Linked DNA regions of Sus scrofa: regions 2 and 3 are each linked to region 1. Evidence: chromatin contacts called from public HiChIP or PLAC-seq data. All regions are on one chromosome and are shown on one strand. The core of a region is the stretch at or near the end of the contact, and the rest is flanking DNA. Distances in the headings are between cores, read along the strand shown. Region 1 has its middle 70 kb from the start of ASF1A. Region 2 overlaps CEP85L (centrosomal protein of 85 kDa-like). Region 3 holds the start of PLN (phospholamban).

Region 1 (4,323 bases), core at 624-3,123:
AATAATTGTGAGGAGTTCCTGCTGTGATGCAGCAGGTTAAGATCTGGTGTTGCCGTAGCAGCAGCTCAGATTCAGTCCCTGGCCCTGGAACTTCCATACCAAAAAAAAAATTGTGAGGGGTCTGATTTTTTTACTCTGCTTGCACTCAGTTAGCCAGTCAGAGCTTCACTGATGCTGGCACAAGATGCAGACCCCTGGTCAGCAACAAAGGACATTTATTACTCACAGCAGGCAGCATGAGCTCATGTTCTCATAGCTTCCCCTTCGGCCCCAAGCCCCATGGGGCTGATGCAGAGGTGGGCCCAGGTGGATACACAGAGGGTTTAGGTCAAAGCCGAGGAGCTGTGAGCTTAGAAGACCTCTGATCTTATAGTGGGACTCTTAGCAAACCTGCCCAACCTTTGTTCTGGAGACAGACATTTTTATTATCATTGCCAGAAAACAAATATGTCCTCTGCCCCAGAAAGAGATTCTATCCGTATCCTCCGAGGCTGTTTTTTAATATAAGTATCCTTGAAACAGCAGTCTGGGGCAAAATTTGTCACAAGGCATGTAGAAGTGACACAGAGAATTTCCCTCCGCCCTGCAATAAAGAAGACATAGCCGGAGACAGAGCTCAAAGAAGACACAGTGATTACGAGGGATGTCTTAAAATTTTATTTATTTAAGCAATAAAATCGATAACCTCACATGGACTCTTAACTAGCATAGCTCTCAACTGCCTGAGAATACCGGGAGAGATGATTATCGCTCCTTTGTAGGCTAGTCTGGAAGCCGCTGCCTGCACCTGGTCACAGCACCTCTGCCATGGGGCCCAGCATCTCCTGATTCCATCACTGCCAAAGGGCCCCACAATGATGTTCTGCATCATGCAATCTCCAATAAGCCTAGAAGTGGGGCTTTAGCCCATTGAAAGGAAATGCATTAGGGATTTTTTACCTAGGTAATTAAAAAGAAAGAAATAAGTCTTTTAGGACTTACTTTGGGCTTCGTGAGATTAAACATGGTTTTGGAAAAAGAATTCCTTCAGAGGCCACATGTGGAGATTATGGAGTCCCAAGATTTTCCAAGATAAATTTTATTATGTGCTTTATGAGGTCAGACACGGTTCTCCTAAGGACCTGAGGACCTGGGAGACACCCCACCAAACAGCTCCTGGCATTTCAGATCCCACTTGGGAGCACAGAGTCCTTAAAGCTGAACCATCTTTCGAACATTATACCCTCATTGGAGGCACAGCCCTGCCCGCATTTTAAGACCATGCAGGAACCTTGTGACCTAAGTTTTGGTTCAAAAGATATTTTCATTATTTGCAGCAAGATGATGTAATTGTCATAGTAAGGAATTCAGGGACTGCCTTGTTTGAGAGTTTGGTGACGGAGCAGCTAGGGCAGGTGGGGCTGGGTGATGCAGGCAGTATCTTGTCTCCACAGAGAAGAATACAGGAGCCCCAATCTGGTTCTCAGCCCTAACCTCTCTCTCTTACTTTCCACCTCTCATCAGTCACAAGGTGCTGGTGGTGCTCCTAAATGTTTCTGTCAGATGTAATCACAATCTCTTTACAGAGGAAAAAAATATTCCTTTGTGGTTTTGTTTACATATTTTTAAAAAATCCATCTGAAATTCTTTTTTGATGCTGCATCCTGTTAGGTAGAAACCTAACCGGATTTTTCTCAAACACCCAAGAAGAGTTGGCAATTTCCCTTACCGTCCGCAACACCTCCCCATCCCATCCACAGCACACCCAAGACGCCCCCACACGTGCATGCGTGCAGGCACGCACGCACGCACACATGCGCACACAGAACAGAACCCACCCTTACTTTGTCTTTGAGGTCGCCCAGAGTTGTTTCCTTCAGTCATCTCTAGGTGTCATCCTAGAGGAGTCTCTCCAGGCTGGATTCTCAGCACAGACGCAGAGGCTTGGCTGGTCTGGGTAAACTGAATTACTTGGGCATCCTGCTCTGAGTCAGGGCCCAACCCCCAGCGGAAGGGCGCTCTCCCCCTACCCCAGCGTTCCCGTCAGCAGCGGAGAATTGCCCTCTGTGATTTCACGTGGAATCTGTCAGCACAAGCTGCCTGAGAGCATAGACAATGGAGCTCTGCCATGAACACGCAGAAAAGGAGAACAAAAACGCCAACACTTCAATGATTACATTTGGGATCTGCAATCACCCGGGGGCATCCCAGAGATCACCCAGTAGATGAAACTTACCTTTTCTTCAGAGCTTAAGCTGGCTTTCACATATCTGAAAGGTTAGAGAATATATCATTTAAAGAGGGAAATCTGTCTTCCTTTTCCATTCCCGTAAAGCACTGGTGTGTATGTGTGTACGCCTATGTATGTGTTTTACCTTGCATTTTTTTGCACGTTTTGAAGTGCTGGGAGCTGCAAATAGCTGCAGGCTTTCTGTCCTCTGCCTAAGGTGGCCACACATTATGACAGTTATTTCAGATATTCTGTTTTAGTGTCAGGACTCAGCACAATGTAATACCAAATAAAGGGCTTATTGTATGACCTTATTCACACGGGAATTTTGGTAGTAAATACGGGCACACAGAAAACCCATTTGGTAAATATTCCTTAATTCTCCTTTGGTAAAACAGAAATTCCAATAACGCCTGCATGTCTTCATCCACAGCCTAGCAGGGATCTCGCCTGTCAGCAGAAGTGAACCATCTGGTCACCGCCCTAAGGCCCCATGTTACGCAAGTGTCATTGCTTTGCACATTTGGAGCAAGCAGCTTTCTTTCCTCACCAACCATGAGAAACTGTATCTTAAACAACTGGAGCAAAAATTGCATTTGTCAAACATTAAGAACAAAATGCATTTTTGCAAGTCAGTAATCTTGTTAATAGTCAATTCAGTTTCCTGGGTATTTGAATTCTGGCTAAAAGTTTCTGACTTATTTACATAAACTAATAATGCTGCATAAAGCTATGTCTTCATACCATGAGTCCATCAGACTGAGGAATTACAACCCTATTACGGGAACCCCAGGAGTCCCAGCCAACCAGTCATTGGCAGTTGTGGTTTCCCCACCTGAGCCACACGACAGCTCAGATGTGTTACCTTCCAGGTATTTAGTCCAGGACTGAATTGCTGGCGAGGATCTTAAGCTCCATTCATTGTGTTGCAGGTTTGACTAATGCCAGGTCCTACTTTGAGTCAGCTTGATTCTGATGTGCGTTTTACACTAGGACCACAAGTATTTGAGTTGCATGATGAGGTTTTTTTTTTGGGCTGAAGAAGAAAGAACTTTTAATTTTTTCATATGTATCTGGAAGAAAAATTGAGGGGAGAAGGAAGTGCATCTGAGACACTAGTTCCTCAGTCAATCTTGGAGACCTGGAGCCTCCAAGAATGCAAAGTCCCCAGGAGTCTGCATTCATGAAGACCTCTGCTGTGAGCAGAGACCTGGGCTTTGCTGGGATAGCTGCGGCAGCTATGGAGGATAGGGGTTGCCTTTCTGCAACTTCATGAGCAGCCAGAGTCACAATGAGTGTTGGAATTTGTGGGTACGGAGAGACAACATTTGGACTCTCAGAAAAAAGCTGTAAACTGGGGAACAGGCTGAGGCCCTTTGTGAAGAGATGGGTTAAAACCAGTGAAGCAGGAGCTATTCCAGTGTCCAGTGTCCTCAGCTCATTCTCCCGTGGTGATGCTGCCAGAGAGCAGAGACCAGCCATCAGAAGCACATTAATTCTGGTCTTTTCTTGTATCTCTCAAATAGTGCCCAAAAAAAAGAGACACTGTTTGCACCCCCGGGCTCACTGGTTCAGTCTTTCTCCTTCTTCCCCGGCTTCTCACCACTCCTCATGCACTGTAAGTATACTCGGCCTCCTGCTCCCTGCTTCCCTTCTCAGCCTTTTCTGACACAACCCCCACCCCTTTCAGTGGTTCCTGACATGAATTAATCTGCTCTGAAAGATGGCTGTGAATTTTGATCAGGATCAGATGATGCAGTACAGAATGCTAAGCCGGACACACTAGGATTTTCCTCCAAGGGTGAGAGAAGGGAAAGCTGTCATTCTTATGCATTCCTCACCTTTTTTTGGCCACGCCCACAGCATGCGGAAGTTCCTGGAGCCAGGAATCAAACCCCCTCCACAGCTGTAACCAGAGCCACAATGGTGACAATGCTGGATCCTTAACCTGCTGAGCCACCAGGGAACTCCGTTGCATTCATAACTTTTGTCCCAGTGCATTGCTGACAGGACTCTAGTTGTCCCTCCAGACCAGGGAGGCCTGGGGAAATTTTGCTAACATGAAATGGTGAAATTAAAATCTGTATTTAGTTCTCCACCTTCCTTTTTCCAAA
Region 2 (4,194 bases), core at 553-3,052, 140 kb after region 1:
GTAATCAGTACACCTGTGAAGTAAGTCATCAAACCTTAAACTGAAAAGTCCTGTCGAGTCAGACCTTCACTCTCCCCACCTCCTCTCTGCTTTATAGTGTTTGGTTTTAACTGATGTTCAAAGCAGTGCTCTTTGGCCATTTCCAAATCCTCAAAGTATTCTGTGAATCATCTGAAAAAAAGTGCACTTTTTAAAATTTTAATGTGTTCTATTTTAATTCTGTAAAAATTTAAAATTATTACATAAGTGTAGAATATATTTATTTTACAGGCTATAAATGTTCTAGGAATTAGAAATATCCAGTTTTATAAATGACCAATATATAAATAGAGATACTTTTCTAGTCTTTCCTAACATGAACCTTTTAGTAGTTTGTTCATTTACTCACCTAATAAACAGTTATTGAATACTCTTTTAAGAACTGCAGAATTGCAAAGAGATCAACATGGAGAAGAGGATTACATCAGAATCTCAGCAGGGACGGGACTCCAGCACAGAAAACTAATCTAAAGTTAACATTGAATGATTTGCTTTTAAGCAAGGTATTTTGAGATTTCAAATAATGCTAAATAAAGGTGTGAGATTTTTATATTTAACAAGTTGGGACACTAATTTAACAGCACCACTTTTTAGCTGTGGTGATTTGTTCATGTGGTATCAGATTCCAGGTTGAGAGAAAATACATCTGTGACATGAGCATAGATGTGCCTGTAGGACTACCAAATTGTAACATAAGCTACACAGCAGATCACCAATTTCTTCCTAGGTTTTTTTTGCTGGGACCTGGAGGCCACATAAATAGCTGCTGTTGGCAAAGAATTAGTTTGAGAGGGACTTGTTTTTGATGCATATAGTACTTGTGTGGGGCCATAACCTAGATGTGGTGCCAGGGTTGAATGATTAAAGGAGAAGCAAGAGGAGTGTAGGACTGGGGCTCTAAGACCCTGAGGCTGCAAAAGAACTTAATTTTTGCTTCGGCTTGGTTTAGTAATCTTCTACAGGATAGTCTTCCTCTCCTGAACTATATGGTGTCTGAGAGGCAGGATTGCGTTCTGTTCTTTTATCTTTTTAAATCTGAGTTCTTAAACGTAGCTTCTAGTAGTCTATTTGGGGCTAATTTTCAAGCATATTTATATATTTTATTTTAAAAAGGTACAGATATCGTTAAATATTTTTTTCTTTGATAATTCCCAACTGCTAATTTGTATCAGAGATAATTTTCTTATCTAATTAACCTCATTTATTTCAAATAGGGACTGATAAAAATGGACTTCAATTTAATCATATCTTCATTAGTTAGTTGTTTTTACTAAGAAATAATAGGGCTGTTGAATAGTATGAATTTTGAGGTCATCCTGTGAATATATGTCAGAAAGGAAGAAAAATCAGACAAGTTAACATTTGGTGCATTGTCTTTATTTTACGAAGAAGCTAAGGCTTTGTGAGGTAGGTAGGGACTTGTTCAGTCATTTATTTATTCATGTAGGCAGTATTTACTGGGTGTCTACTGTGTGTCGGGTACTGTTTTAGAGGTTAGAATTAAACAGACATTTTCTCTGTTCATCGTATACAGAAAGTCTAGTGGAGAAGATAGACAGAAAATAATTATCATAAAAAATGAGCAGTATGATAGGCAAAGTACACAGGGTAGGGGAACATTTCTAAATCCACTGGATTAGGGGAAGGCCTCCTGGCAGAAGTGATGTTGAAGCTGAGACCCGAAAAGATGAGTAGGAACTGACAAGTTAAAACAAGGGAAGCGAGGAGTCTAGGCTGAGAGAACATGTCAAAACTGGGAGGTGAAAAAACATTCTGTGCTGAATCAGAGGAGAGCAAAACAGGATGCCAGGGGACCACTTGCACCTAGTTAGGAGCCAGTGGTGACTTGTGCATAAAAAAGAGACAGTAGGAAAGGAGAAAATGAAATGATTCAGGAGATATTTAGGCAATGAAAACCAAATATTCTTCATTTTATACAGCTTTATTGGGATGTAATTTATATACCATATAACTCATCTTTTCAAAGTGTACAACTCAGCTGCTTTTAGTATATTCACAGCGTTGTATATCTGTCACCTGTATCAATTTTCGGACATTTCAGTTACCCTGAAGAAAACCCTCACTCCCTTTAGCCATCACCCCACAACATCCCTATGTCCCCAACCCTAGGCAACCACAAATTTTGGAAGATGTCATAAAAGTTTCCCAGTGTTCTATTTCTTTGTTGTGTTTTATTATAGTGATTAGGTGTTATTAGATTATAATAGTGGATCAGTTGACCTTAACATTATTAAGAATATATACCATACGTTTTTGCAATATGAGGTCTTTTACTTCTATACATGATAATTTTTTTTCATTATAGAATCATTCTATAATCAATCTTTTTGCTGATGAAAAAGATTAATAACATATCAGAGGTTATATAGCTGGCTAATCAAGTGTGGAGCTGAGCTTCTTCAAGTCTAACTCCATAGCCCTGCTCTTAACTGCACTGTTAGGTATCTGTTCCTGAAGGGAGAAACTAGAGGGGAAGAAGAGAGGTGTAGTGTAGGATAGTATAGGTAACACTAGACTGAGAAACCAGAGACCAGGATTCTATTTTGAGATCTGTACTTGGGCAAGTAATTTAACCTTTATGGGCTTAGTTCTTCATTTGCATGTGGAAGTAGGTCAAAGGTTATGTACAGAATACTTCTTTTTGCTTGTGAAATCAAATAATTTCAAGTCAATATTTAAAATAATTATGACTTAGATTCTTTTGCAAACTAAGCAGCTCTTTCCCTTTGTTCCCCATCTCTACTTAATTTTCTTGTTGATTTACATTACTTGTTAAAATACTCAAATTTAAAGATTTAAACATGGCATATAAGAGCATTACAGATATAGCAGATTTGCAGAAATTAAAATTATTTGTTGGAGGTATATTTTGTATCTTTGAGGACATCATTTTTACCTTCAGGGTTATTCATGCATCTCTTGGTTCATTTATTCATTCACTCATTTTTTTTTCCTACCGTTTTGCTTCTTGGCCTGGTAGAATATGAATGCCTGAACCTGAGCAAGCAGAGCTGAATTTAGTCCATTTTCAAGAACTGTGATGAATTCATGTACTTTTTTTCTTTTTCTTTTTATGGCCTCACCTGCAACATATGGAAGTTCTTGGACTAGGAATTGAATCTGAGCCAACAGCTGCTGTCCTGTGCTATAGCCACAGCAACGCCAGATCTGAGCCACATCTGCTGGCAACTTGCAGCAATGCATATCTTTAACACACTGGGGCCAGGGATCAAACTCACATCCTCATGGGCACTATGTCAGGTTCTTAACCCACTGAACCACAATGGGAACTCCAACCTATGTATTTCTGATCTGAAAAGGCTCTTCAGTCACACAGCCATGAGCTTAGGGAAGAGGTTAATGACTACACATTTCCCTAGACTTTCAGGTGGCTAGAGGACCAAATGATAATTTCTTGTCTGTTCTCTCATAAAGTAACAGGTTTTTTTTTTTTTTTCCTGAGAATATTTGACTTTTCAAAAATCATATCCCATAATTTGAGATCAAGTTAAAATTTGATTTGTAAACATCTTTATAGCGAAGAAATAACATTTGCCGCTCTTTGCAAGTGAACTGCGTGATGAGACCTAATCTAAACTGAAACTAGTAGGAAATATCCAGAAAATGGTATAGTTGAACAAAATTTTAAAAGACATTCAAGAATACTAAAGTTTTTGTGTAAATATGATAAGGAGCTTTGTTACCTGCCAGCTTTTAAAATTTGTTTTGCTTTCAGTTGTTGACCTCTTTAAACTATACCTCAGGGAGTTCCCGTCGTGGCACAGTGGTTAACAAATCCGACTAGGAACCATGAGGTTGTAGGTTCGATCCCTGGCCTTGCTCAGTGGGTTAAGGATCCAGTGTTGCTATGAGCTGTGGTGTAGGTTACAGACATGGCTTGGATCCCGTTGCTGTGGCTCTGGCCCTAGAAAAGGCAAAAAGACAAAAAAAATAAAATTAAATTAAATAAATAAACTATACCTCAGATTGTTCTTTAATTAAGTTGCTAATAATCTGTTTGGAGAGCAGAAATACTCCCCCCCTTTTAAAAACCAGTTTTTTAATCATGTTTTATATAAGCTTATAGAAAGAAGTTTCTTCGTTTGTTGTGAATAGTTGCTAAGAGACACTACA
Region 3 (4,427 bases), core at 539-3,038, 170 kb after region 1:
AAACTTAATTAATTATTCATAATTAAAAAATCTTTCACATTTCTTCCATTTTATTTCATCAGATGCTTTTTTTAAAGCACTTAGTTTTAACCACATGAAACAAGACATTACTTAAATTTCACCTTATGATGGAGATAAACTAGTTGGGACATAATGTCTGGCACTAGGGAATTATGTTTGAAATTTGGATTAATAGTCACTGTACATAATTTTTGTTAATCTGGACACACTGTCTATCTAAGGATAATTTTAATAGCAGAATTTCTGCTCTTTCTGGAAATTACCACATTTGTGGCGTGGTATGCAATGTGAAATTCTGGTACTGTAAAAGAACTCATGAACATTTTAAGTGTGAGAATGTGTGTAATTTGATAGGCATTTAAGTAAAAATGCATAAAAACTGCATATAAAACACCCACACTGAGTGACTTTGTAATATCCAAGGAAAAATATTTAATGAAAATAAAGATATTGATAGGCAGTTAGGGTGCTTCAGTGGGAGACAAAAATTGGAAATGTCTTTGCGTGCCTCAAGGAAAGCTGTTTAAGGAATTAAAAAGTTCTTATCTATAAAAAGCAGTAGAATTAACATTTGTCATTCGAACTTAAAATTCCAGAGGTAATTTTATTTTGACATTTATGTAAAGATAAAAATAATGAAAATCATAATATCCTTTATGCCCTGACTGAAATCTTAGAATGAAGACACATTTTATACATTAAATTGAGGGTTGTAACATCAAGAGTAGAGTAGAATTTAAACAGAAGTTACAAAATTTATGGTGGTATCTCCCTTCTTGGGCATTTTTCATCCTCTCCTGTCCACCCTCTAAGTACAAGAGAGGAAACTGAGAAACACTGGAGGATAGTACCTTGATAAAAGTATATTCATTAATAGGCAGAGTAAAGATCCATTTTTATCAAATTCACTCAAATGAGATAGGAATATTTGTACTGCCAAAATAATGTTTTTTTATTTTTAAAATAAATTAATATTCTGTAACTTCATAAAGAATTTTACATGTTTCTGACAAGTATTTTGAAATGCCCAAACTTATCATTTATGATAGAATATTAAATTTAATAGAAATAACACAATTTATTAAAAGCTTGGATTTTTTTGTAGAAGTTGACTGGACTTTATAGAAAGGAAAAAAAGTCTTCAAAAGCATTTTAAAACTAGTTTGTGCTATTTATTCTTAAACTCCACTTTATTAATATTCACTGTAAGGAATCATAATGATAATATCAGAATACTCATGCCAATAATGTGCATTTTATACAGTCACACCATTGTTCATAGTATCTAGATGTAAACAGACAGCCCAGCCCTACCCTTCTCCTTAGCAGAGTAACATAACAAAATGAAAACATTGTTTTTGTATGGAGAAATCAAATCACCTCTACCACCAAACATGGTAACATAGTTGAAAGATACTTTAATTGGCAGAAATTCACCTTTGAACAGCGGAAATAAAAGTGAAAGTTAAATTAAAATGACAAACCATTAACCAGGATCAAAGATGAATACAGTCTTATTGTTACTATTACTTGAATGGACAAGCATTTATTTAGAAATTAAGCTTTACGTCAGCCAGACATTATCAAACTTCCTACTGAAATTTACCAAGTACGATTAACTCTTTTTAAAAAGTTCTCTAAGTTTGAATTATAGAAAGTAAGAGTTGCCATAATCAGTAAAATCTGTTTCTTACCTTGGCTGTTTATGATGATCACAGTATAGAATATTGTGAGTTGTATGAAGTCTTATCGGTGTTTAGCTGGAAAGTTTTCTGACTCTGTTACCAGAGTTATGGGAACAATTGAAGTAGGTGGAGGGGGAAAAGGGTTATAGGGAGGTCTTATGATGTCACCCAGGAATTCTGAAGTTATGATTGGTTAGCCATAGTCTTATCACAGCCAAACTTTTTAGAATGTCATTTATCTTAACATTAGTTATAGAAAGGTCATTAATACTTTGTGCTTCTTTTTTTTTTTTTCTTTTTTTTAACTTTTAAAATATATGGGAGGTAAATTGAAAAGTTCAGGGTGAATAGAAAGTTCAGAGTGATAGCTGTTTTGTAAAAGTTCATGCATCTTCAGGCTTAGAAATAATTGTAAACTGAGGGTGATAATGTTGAAGAATTAAAGTAATATGAGTTTTAATAGATTGAGAGTAATAATACTGGCTTAAGCCAGACAACTTTGATTGAGTTGTTGCTGTTGCTTTAACACTGCAGCTTCAGAATGTTAGCTTCTAGCAAGATAATAATTAAACATTGTTACAGAATCAAATTTTACACCTTTTCCTGACTGACTGTGTTCTTTTTTCATACCTATGTGTGTATGGGAGAGAGAGTGTGTGTGAGAAAACAAGGATAAGAAGACTGATTTTGGTTTAAAAAAAAATTAGCTTTACCTTACAGTTAAAGTAAGAATAAATATATTTAATTCATTTGTGTTTTCTTCATTTAGAACAATATATTTACTGTAATTCTCATGTTTAAACTGATAGATATTACCCTGGAAAATTCGCTGTTTACAAATTTAAGTACTTAGGATTTTTTAACAGCTGCCTTAAGTTACCGTAAAATCTTACTAAAATTTTAGTAAGCTGACACAGTATCAGGAGTAACTTTGCAGCAGAAAAGAAATAATCACAAATCCCTAATCAGTGGCATCCTAGTTAATGACACTTTATTAACGACAGGTGTGCGTGTGTTTGGAAATTTAAGTAGTGTTTCTAAAAGGGTATGCTCATTTAATGCAGTAATTGTTTTCCTGAAAATTACTATGTAAATTAAATTTTAGTAAATGGAATGATATTTCAAACTTCCGAGAACAGAAAAGTATTCCTTTGAAAAGCCAGGCATCATTTTCCTGTTTTTTTCTAATTTTTTTGTTTATATTTTAGATTTACTTAAATCACCACATCTCAGAATTCTAATTCTTTAAATCTTGCCCATAATTCTGGACAAGCTAATTGTTATTTTTAATTTGTTTTATACTTAACGGCAGAGTGAACTCAGCCTGCTTTACTTTCTTATGGGTAACTAAAATCTTTTCCAGCAGCTGTTTATGTGTCCTTAAATGGAGATGATTTTGGCTTCTTCCAAAGAAAGATAAATCCTTTGCTAGAGCAAACCTCTCGTTATTTAAAGAATCAGCTAAAACTATCAGAGAAATAATATTTCAGCAAAGACCGTCTGTGAACATTGCCAAAGAAAAATTTACAGCTTAAAAGTAAAACCCAAAGTTAAATAAATTGTATGAATGTTTTTTGAGATTTTGCTCAGCACTCGATAGGCATTTTTTAAATCCTTATGTAGCAAGTATCTCTTATCATCATTATCAATTTCCAGTAACTACTGAATATAAAATCTCAGGACTTGAAATATAACCCTAAAGTGGTTTACAGTAATTTGTCAAAGATGGCATAGCTGCTAAGAGGCTGACTGAGGATTCACAACTGCATCTGTTATAATTCTCTGATAGGTTGGCAGATTGTGGGGGAGAAGATCATAATTTGGATATAGATTTCACAGAGTAGCATACCTCAACTAAGGGATTTTAATATAGAGATAGATGAATTATTGAAAGCCTAACTATTTTTAGAAAATCTGCTTTAAGTTCACCTACACATTCATTTGAAAATGAAGCTTAGGGGGATAGATCACTGTAGTGTGAGCACCTCTAGTGCTAAGAAAATAGAATGCATAGTTGAATAAAATATGGCCTAGATATTTCACAGTTGGCAAATTTGCTTTCAGAGCTTATTGGATACACACACACACACACGCACGCAAACGCTCACACACACACTCATCCTTAGAAGAATACTAACAGACTGTGTGTCAGAGTTGGAAAATGGGGATAAAAAAATCAATTTTCAGATTTATACCAGGGTGGGGAACTTTTGTGTTTTACCCTTTTCCTTTTGGTTAGCTGCTGCTGCTACTGCTGCAGATGATGTGATGATCGTTGTTATTAGTCCAAGGGGAGTGCTAGGACTTGTTACATCTTAGTTTTAGCCCGATTGCCTAAACAGAAAGTTGTTTAGTAGGAGCATTGGTGAACTACAGTATAATCAGTATATTATTCCTCCAAAATTCCACATTGAGGGGCTGGAAAATGTTTTTAGAGGTGCTTTGTAAGAATCTTCATTTGGAGTGTGACTGTAGTTTGAAACTATTTTTGTTGTTGTATAAATCCTCTAAGCTGCCTTATCTGTAGAATGGGCTTGTTATGAGGGTTTAATTAGATGAAGCCTGTGTAATGCCTATTAGAGATCTCACAACACGGTGCCCATTTAGTGTTAGTACTTATTTTCTATTTTCGTTTAGATGATTTTTTTTTTTTTTTTTTTTTTTTTTTTTTTTTTTGTCTTCTTGTCTTTTTAGGGCCACACATGCGGCATATGGAGGTTC

Evidence for each region. HiChIP or PLAC-seq counts read pairs in DNA pulled down with a chosen protein or histone mark.
Region 2: an H3K27ac HiChIP or PLAC-seq map of skeletal muscle shows a contact between it and region 1. The contact joins two enhancer-like sites. A contact is called at or near these places in 2 of 5 promoter capture datasets (fetal skeletal muscle and liver), 29 of 47 Hi-C or Micro-C datasets (adipose tissue, alveolar macrophages, blood and 16 more) and 2 of 2 datasets of contacts at active chromatin or transcription factors (alveolar macrophages and skeletal muscle).
Region 3: a contact with region 1 is called in an H3K27ac HiChIP or PLAC-seq map of skeletal muscle. The contact joins the promoter of PLN here to the enhancer-like site in region 1. A contact is called at or near these places in 2 of 5 promoter capture datasets (fetal skeletal muscle and liver), 26 of 47 Hi-C or Micro-C datasets (adipose tissue, alveolar macrophages, blood and 13 more) and 2 of 2 datasets of contacts at active chromatin or transcription factors (alveolar macrophages and skeletal muscle).

The regions. Positions count from the first base shown.
Region 1 is chr1:43,283,313-43,287,635 of Sscrofa11.1, forward strand. No RefSeq gene overlaps it. Among named protein-coding and RNA genes, the nearest start is that of ASF1A, 70 kb to the left of the region's middle. Within about 2 kb of position 1,874, at least 39 of the 83 cell types and tissues checked have an H3K27ac peak or open chromatin away from gene starts, as enhancers often do. A contact at or near this core is called in adipose tissue, alveolar macrophages, fetal skeletal muscle and 4 more, where this site is marked.
Region 2 is chr1:43,427,224-43,431,417 of Sscrofa11.1, forward strand. All of the region lies in intron 2 of CEP85L (centrosomal protein of 85 kDa-like), which reads left to right. Among named protein-coding and RNA genes, the nearest start is that of PLN, 30 kb to the right of the region's middle. Within about 2 kb of position 1,803, at least 2 of the 83 cell types and tissues checked have an H3K27ac peak or open chromatin away from gene starts, as enhancers often do. A contact at or near this core is called in skeletal muscle, where this site is marked.
Region 3 is chr1:43,457,137-43,461,563 of Sscrofa11.1, forward strand. It overlaps PLN (phospholamban), which reads right to left and starts at 1,789. Exons shown (of 2, transcript NM_214213.1): 1 at 1,716-1,789. The region is part of intron 3 of CEP85L (centrosomal protein of 85 kDa-like); the gene reads left to right.